2 separate regions of the Mus musculus genome follow, and region 2 is linked to region 1. The links are chromatin contacts, called in public Hi-C maps. All regions are on one chromosome and are shown on one strand. Each heading gives the region's core, a stretch centred on a gene start, on an enhancer-like site or on the middle of the called end of the contact. The rest is flanking DNA. Distances are from core to core; before and after follow the strand shown. Region 1 holds the start of Gabrb1 (gamma-aminobutyric acid (GABA) A receptor, subunit beta 1). Region 2 overlaps Gabrb1 (gamma-aminobutyric acid (GABA) A receptor, subunit beta 1).

What was found. A called contact is a pair of places that touch in the nucleus more often than the background predicts.
Region 2: a Hi-C map of cerebral cortex shows a contact between it and region 1, with 3 times the contacts expected there. The contact joins the enhancer-like site here to the promoter of Gabrb1 in region 1. A contact is called at or near these places in 1 of 39 promoter capture datasets (liver), 1 of 484 Hi-C or Micro-C datasets (cerebral cortex), 1 of 115 datasets of contacts at active chromatin or transcription factors (forebrain) and 1 of 9 other capture datasets (embryonic stem cells).

The regions. Positions count from the first base shown.
Region 1 is chr5:71,697,664-71,701,550 of GRCm38.p6, forward strand. It overlaps Gabrb1 (gamma-aminobutyric acid (GABA) A receptor, subunit beta 1), which reads left to right and starts at 2,269. Exons shown (of 9, transcript NM_008069.5): 1 at 2,269-2,432; 2 at 2,626-2,717; 3 at 3,142-3,209. The coding sequence starts at 2,353. It overlaps Gm38562 (a long non-coding RNA gene), which reads right to left. Exons shown (of 4, transcript XR_868471.1): 2 at 3,713-3,887; 3 at 1,529-1,622.
Region 2 is chr5:72,067,179-72,071,065 of GRCm38.p6, forward strand. All of the region lies in intron 5 of Gabrb1 (gamma-aminobutyric acid (GABA) A receptor, subunit beta 1), which reads left to right. Among named protein-coding and RNA genes, the nearest start is that of Commd8, 99 kb to the right of the region's middle. Within about 2 kb of position 1,858, at least 24 of the 459 cell types and tissues checked have an H3K27ac peak or open chromatin away from gene starts, as enhancers often do. A contact at or near this core is called in cerebral cortex and forebrain, where this site is marked.

The DNA.
Region 1 (3,887 bases), core at 1,019-3,518:
TGTGTTTATACCCTCCACAGGTGAGAAAAGAAACTGAACACTATTTTGTTTACTGCTACACCATCAGCATGAAGGCTGGCACCTCCTAAATGTTCAGTAAACATCTAAAAAAAATAAATGCACAGCTACGGATGTGGTAATCCTGTAAGTGGCTTGTGTGTGGCCGTGTGGCTTTTGCAGAGTTGTACAGAGCAGATTCCATGTTTCAGCAGGACCTTGAGATGTAAATGAATCTTTTCTTATACCCTCTAAAAGAAGATTCATATGTGTTTTAAGAACAAGTCGACATCGTCTCAAGCAAACTTAAGGAATCTGAGACTTAGCATTGAGGGTTAAGGGTTTTATGGTGCTCAAATATAATATAAAATTAATGTTACTATCTTTTTGAGAATGTTAAGTTCAGTACATGTTGAAATGACTGTACTTTTTTTAAGGAGGATTCATTCATATGTGCCTAGTTCGTGACTCCTGTAACCTCTGGTTGTCTCTGTTATACTTTAGGAAGGCTGTACCTGTTACTTCTCTCCAAACTAAACAGTATCTTCTTTTCTTTCCTTCTGCAATAACCTCCTTGTCTTCTTGTTTCTCCTATCTAATTCTTGCCTTTATGGTCTGTGCTATATAATGCAGAGAATAGCAGTATCCAAGGATTCTAGGTTGAAATGTACATGTCACTACTTATTAGCAGTGTGACATTAACTACTGAATTCAGTAGTCTAAAGCCCTCTCTTCATTATCTCTATTGTTGTGTTGTTGCAAGGTTTGAATGAGATGACCCGTGTTGTATGCACAAGAACAATGACATAGCAAGTGGGAAATGTCAATGATCCTTATAACTGTTCTACCAGATTTTTTTTCTCTAAAATTAACTCTTACTTAAATGTTCAGTGTCTCCTGAATCTAAATGATCTCCTCGACTTTCCTCCACATCCCATCATCCACCATCACTTTCTCCGCCCCCCCCCACAATGGATCTCTTTTGCATACAGTTATAGAAGTACTTTTTCCAGTCTGTAAGATTTAGTACATACTGTTCTCCCTCAAGAAGAATTCCCCTTCCTTGCCAGACAAAAGCTTTGTCTTCTGTTCTTTGTTTGCTTGTTTGTTTGTTTTTTCTTCTCCTCTAAGGTAATTTTTAGTGCTTCTTGGTTTGGTAATAATTCTTCAGTTTACACAGACAATATCAGGAAGAAGTGATTTCTTTTTGCTTATCTTTGTAAGGGGTTTGTGAAAAGTTTACTCTAAGTTTCAGAATACCTAGTATCAAATGAAGACTTGATATATGCTATTTAACAAAGGGCATGAATCCATCCCAGAATCTCCAACCACCTAACATGTTTTTTAGTGATATGTACTGAATTGCATTTCCTAACTTCCCTTTATTTGAAAGAAGATTGGCTTTTCCCGGGCTGCATAAGGCATATTAGACTGAGGATGTTCAGTGTTCAATTTAGGGATTAAGAACAGGAGCTAGCACACTGACAGTTATAAGCAAAAAGCTTGGGCGACTAAAACCTACAAGATTTACCAGCAAAGGTCCTGGAAAAAAAGATTGATTGCCAGGGTTGCTTCATTCTTCTTCTCTTCACTTCCCATTCCAAGTGGACTGATGGAGATGGGAGCTAAAGGAAAAGCATACATTTAAAAGTTAGTCAGTTCTCTCCTCCCCCCCCCCCCCCTCCAATTCCACAAGCAAGCAGCTGTCTTCATAACCTCCGAAGAGAGGACAAGACTCCCAAACCCTCCCTGTGTTTCCTCCTCCCCACCCCCAAACTCCTTTTCCGGGCCGGCCGGCCGGGCAGTCTCTGCCCACTCCCCTCCCCAGCACCCTCCCCATCTTTTCTACAGACAACCAGAGAACCATCTCCAGACTTCTTGTTCTAGGACCTCTATAACTGTCAACAAAAGATGCCAGACAGCCTTAGCCAGATCATTGAAAGCCCTGTTTTAAAAAAGAAAAAAAAAAGAAGGAAAAGAAAAGAAAGAAGGAAAAGAAAAGGAAAAAGAAAAAAATTCAAGCTTAGGACAGGAGGGAAAGGAACACAGCAAACCACAGCTCAGGAAAACTGGGCACACACACACACACACAGGCACGTTGGCTCCTTTGCATAGAGACAGCAGGTTGTATTCGACTACCCAGAGAACGCGGAGCACCTCAGACAGGAACTTTAAAGGGATTGAAATCTGTTGCCTGTTCCACTAGGAATATTGTTTGCAAGGCACAAGGTGTCTTTTGGTAGTGAGTACCCTCTGCGCATGCGCAGGTCCATTCGGGAATTACTGCCCAGCCGCCGACTAAGTTGCATTCCTTGAATCTTCGCAGAAAAGACAATTCTTTCATCAGAGTTAGGAATGTGGACAGTACAAAATCGAGAGAGTTTGGGGCTTCTCTCTTTTCCCGTGATGGTTGCTATGGTTTGTTGTGCACACAGGTGAGCTGCCTGCTTCAATCTCTCTCTCTTTTTTTTTCCTTGGTGATTTTCTTCTTCTTCTTTTATTTTTTATTTTCCCGTGCCTGCTGGATCATGTATCTTGTTATTTGGGGGTAGGTGTGCCTGGATCTTTTTTTATGTCTGTTTTCAGTTTGTGATCTTTCTGAATACGGTCCCTACTTCTTCCCTTCAGCTCCAATGAACCCAGCAACATGTCATACGTGAAAGAGACAGTGGACCGACTGCTCAAAGGATATGACATTCGCTTGCGGCCGGACTTTGGAGGTAATGCTTCTTCATTTTTTTTTTCAACCTGTTACCCATCCCTAGTTCACCTTTTCTGTCAGATATAATGCCTCCTTCCCCATTTTACCGTTCCTGTAAACGTGCAATACTACGCCCTGCGCGCACACACACACACACACACACACACACACACACACACACACACACACACCACGCACTATCCCCAATCTCAGGTGGACGTATCCTCAGGCTGAGCTGTCCCTCTCTTCAAGCCGACACACCCTCTGCACTGTCACTGCATCACGCGTGTGCCCACACCTGTTTTCTCCCGCTGTCCCCTACAACAGGAAAGGGGTAGGGAGGGAGCCTGCTTAGTCTGTAATAAGATCTGGGAAGCCCCCAATGTCCCCTCAGCTCCCTGCCACTCAAAGACTGTCTTTGCTGTGGTCCACCTCCCTGGCAGGGCCCCCGGTGGACGTCGGGATGCGGATCGATGTCGCCAGCATAGACATGGTCTCGGAAGTGAATATGGTGAGTGGCCTCCCCAAGGGCTCGGCGGCCGGCCGAGCTTACGCAGATGAGAAATGAACCAGTTCCCCGTCCTCTGCTTTTCATTGGTGGTCACCTCGGCCCTGGTCCCCAGGGTCCCCACTCCGCGCGTACGCCCCACTCCAGTACACACACTGTCGGTCGCCCCACAGTTTGTATTTTCGACACACACACAGGCTACCGCAGTGCTCCGAAGGAGACGTACTCCGCACTATTTTGGGAAGGAAGGGGGACTGTTGCGCCGGTGGATTGGCTGGGGCGGAGTCTGAGCCTTACTTTAGCCGGGTCTCCCCGACTGTCGGGCTGTGCAGGGCACCATCTGCCGGCGGCCAAGTGGTGTACAGTGGGTTCCCCCGGACCAGGGGTTCGCAGCCAGCTGTGGCCAGACAAGAGCCCCAAAATCTCCACAGCTGAGCAGCCTGAAAGCCCCAACCCACCCATCTCAGCCACCAGGCTGGCTGGGCTCGCGAGTGTCCCCTCCCTACCACAGAATCCAGCGCAGTGTGTGGCAAGAGCAACAGGCTGAGATGAACAGTTCAGGATTGCTAACAGCAGAAGTGCCCAAGCTTGCTTCTAGGCATTCTGGACCCATGCAAGGGTTCATGTGTTTGTCTTCCTGCAGCTTGAAAGTTTTAAGTTGGAGGAGAATCGGCGAGTCAT
Region 2 (3,887 bases), core at 608-3,107, 370 kb after region 1:
ATTTCCCTCTATCCTCTGGATTCCATATTGTAGAATAGCACATTCTATGGCATTGACTAGAGATTAGATAAGCTTTTGTGGTTGGAGTTATTTGGACAGAAAGTATTTGTGCTTGGTCTGAGCATCGGTCCATCTTCTATCTTACTTGCCTGGTTTTTGAATCCCACTCTAGCTGCACAATGCTACATCATAGGATTAAAAGGAAAGAGACATGAACACTTTTCTAAGCTGAGTGTGGTGGCTCTTCACCATAGTTACAGCACTGGAGAGAACAAAGGAAGAGAGTTGTCATTTGTGGATAGCCTAGGCTACATAGCAAATTTCAGACTAGCTTAGGCTATAGTATGAGACCTCTCAGGGAAGAAAAGCCATGGCTACTTTCTAATGTCAATTTTAGGATGCCATTTGAAAGGAAGCATCTTAAAACCCTCTATGATTCTGGTCCCAAGGTCACTAAAATAGAACAGAAATGTGATGTGTTGTTGGATTTTTGTCCTTTGGAAAGTTACTATGGATGAGCTGGAGGGTCAATTCCCATTAAAGTAAAGAAGTCCATCTTGAGAGAATGACCCAAAGGAAGCCATCCTGTTCTTTCTTGATGATGGCAATCAAGCTCCTTCAAGACCTTCCAGCAGAGTTGGTACTTAGAGTGCCAGAGAGTGTGTCACCATTAAACCCAAATAGAAAATAAGTATATCACAGATTCTCACCTTGATGGGGCTAACAGGCATGAGAACCAATCTTGGCTAGCTTCCCAGAACACACTGAATCTGGACAGACAAAAAGTCTGTCCCACAAACTAGGCATCTCAACAACACTCTTGGGATCAAGGCAGGAAAGAGGCTAGCCTACTTCTCACCCAATGATGAATTCACCTCACCTCTGAGATGCTCTAAAATGACATTGTGCAGACTTCACAGGGAAGAATAGCAACAAGACAGCTGCCTATTGCATCCAATAGAAAAGAAAGCAGAATGTGGTAGCATGGCAGGGAATTTTTTTCAGCATTCTGGTGTGATGATTCAAAGGAGGGTAACTTTCATTGAAATGAGTGCCCCCTGAAAGGGTAGTAACCCAAATGGAGAACGCCATGGAACCATAAAGTTTAGTTTGTAGCCCCCCCCTCCCCATGTCTCCAAGCTTTTAGCCTTCTTGTAACTACAAAAGTGAACCTTAAAAGAATCTGGAAGAAGAAATAGAAGGAGCATATGAAGAGAGGGCAGAGAAGCAAGAATTTAGGATGAATTGCTAAAACCAGAAGAAGAAGTTAAATTGAGGGAAATCAAAGCCTCAAATTAAGGCTAAAAACTATGGTAACATAGGAAAACAAAACAAAATTTAACCAACAACGACAAAATTCAATATAAATGATACCTAAGCCATGGGAAGAGGAGAAAAACCAAAGGAAAGAGAAACTAAAACCAATGAGATTTATGAGAAAAACATGAAAGTGGGGGATAAAAGATTAAAGATAAAACCAGCATAAATAAAGAAACCATAAAGGGGCCAGAGCCAGTGAGATAAAAAGCTGGAAGCATGAAAGTTAGAGGGATGAGAGATAAAAGCTAAAACAAGAAAATCCAAGTTAAAAGCAGTACTTAGACACAGAGAAAAAAATTCTTTCAAAGTCTGTTTAAAATTTATTTTCTTCTTAAAGTGGAATAGGAAAAAAAAATGAGCCAGAGAGTAAAGACAAGGAAAGATGAGGATCTTAAAGAATAAGTCGGAATGAGCTAAAATAGAAACATGGAGGGAAAAAAAAAAAAAAAAAACGCAAGTGATCAACGCACTCCATGGCAACAGGAAATTCTAAAATAATATCCAGACGCTGGTGTGTGGCCCAGAATGTGTTCTCAATATGCCAAGTAAACCAAAGCAGTGGAACAAAGAGGGCATGAGAAGGGAGTCCGGGAAGCGACTGGGGGCACAGGGATTCTGCCTCTCCTGTCCCCATCAGGAGGTCCCTCTGACCCAGAACAGAAAAAACAAAGCAACCTTTCAAAAGGACTAGGTTTGGGCTGTTGGTTGTTGGGTTTGAGAGGTTGGATTTCTCTTCTTTTTGTTTGTTGTTTGTTTTTTTTTCTCTGTTTCATCTTCAGCTCAGCTCAGCCTACAAAACAAGGCCAGCAGAATGCTGAAGCCATGGCTCTACTTGGGGAGGAGAAGGGGGTCTTTTTCCTTTTTAAGGTTGGTGATCCTTTTTATATCCCCCTACCCTTTCCTCTACCATTCATTAGCTTATGAGCCTGTGACCACTGAGCTAAATTAGCCAAACTTTAACTTTTCCTGAATAATTATAAATGTAAAGAAATGACCATGGGGATATTTTCTTAGGGTTGTAGGACTACCCTGAGCATGAAGGATTACACCACAGAGGAGACTCGTGTTAGAAGTCCTCCTGAACACTGCCCTGATTTTCCTGTCTCCCTCTGCTGTATGCTGGGGAGGATACCTCGCATGAGATATGCTTGCCATCTGTACTTTGGCTGCTTTCTGTTATTAAACGCGTTCTCACGACCGGCCAGGAAGAACACCACAGACCAGAATCTTCTGCGGCAAAGCTTTATTTCTTACATCTTCAGGAGCCAGAGTGCAAGAAGCAAGAGAGCAAGAAGCAAGAGAGCAAGAAGCAAGAGCGAGAGAAAACGAAACCCCGTCCCTCTTAAGGAGCATTCTCCTTCGCCTCGGACGTGTCACTCCCTGATTGGCTGCAGCCCATCGGCCGAGTTGACGTCACGGGGAAGGCAGAGCACAAGTAGTCATAAGATACCCTTGGCACATGCGCAGATTATTTGTTTACCACTTAGAACACAGGATGTCAGCGCCATCTTGTAACGGCGAATGTGGGGGCGGCTCCCAACATCTCCCCCTATCCTTTTAATAAGAGCAAATAGGCCACCCATATTAATGAGAGTGGAGATAGAGGTCAAATCCCCAGTGTGTAGGTAAAGGAGCCATGTACAGGATTAGCTCTTAGGCTTACAGGCTTTTACCCAGAGCAACCCTGACCTGCTCCCGTGTCGTTTTGCCTGGGGGAAGGGAACTAGGACACTGAACCTTCTTGAAAGATGACATGTCTCCCTAGAATAGGCTCATATATGCCGCAGAGCCTTTCCATTGCAGTGCTTAGCCGTGCAACTCTCTCGGGCTGCTGAAGCACACTCACTCTATCCCGTGCAATGAGTCTAGCCTCATGGGATATAAGAGCTGAGTGGCCAGCGACCTATTGCCTAAGCATAGATAACCATATATCAGGGGGAGCTCCATGTTCTAGTCCTGCAAGCGCCTGGGCAATAACCACCTTGTCTCTCCTAGTTTAGGCCTTAAGCTTACAGACCAATCAAAGAAGCAACACTAATCCACAGCAAAGTGTATCTCCAAATAATATTAATCCCACCCATTTTTTAAAGAAAGAAAATGCTGAGGAGATCCAATTGGGTAATCCTTTGGTCAGGGACAGGTCCAAGCGCGTGGAGTTGACCTGAAGTCTCAATTCCCGAAGGATCTGTTCAAATTCAGCCATCCAATTCTGTAACATATACTGAAAAAGACTTTTTGACAAATTAGCTGCCCTAGTAAATTTAACATACTGAATGGAAATAACACACAATCCCGGAAACTTTTGTTTACATCCCTGCTGAGTTATTTGTCATAATACATCTAGTTGTATCTGGACAAGATCTATGAGTTGATTAACCAGCATGAGACCTCTCTGTATCTTGACATTAGCTGAGGCCTGTTCATCTATGACTGTAGTCACTGAGGCTGACAAAGTGTTAATGGTGTCAGTCGTCTGGACCTGTCCAGACAGAGCCAAGGCTGTCTGAATTAAGGCCAAACCCAGTTCCTAGTTAGTGGTAAAAAAGCAGGAGAATACTTGAGCATTA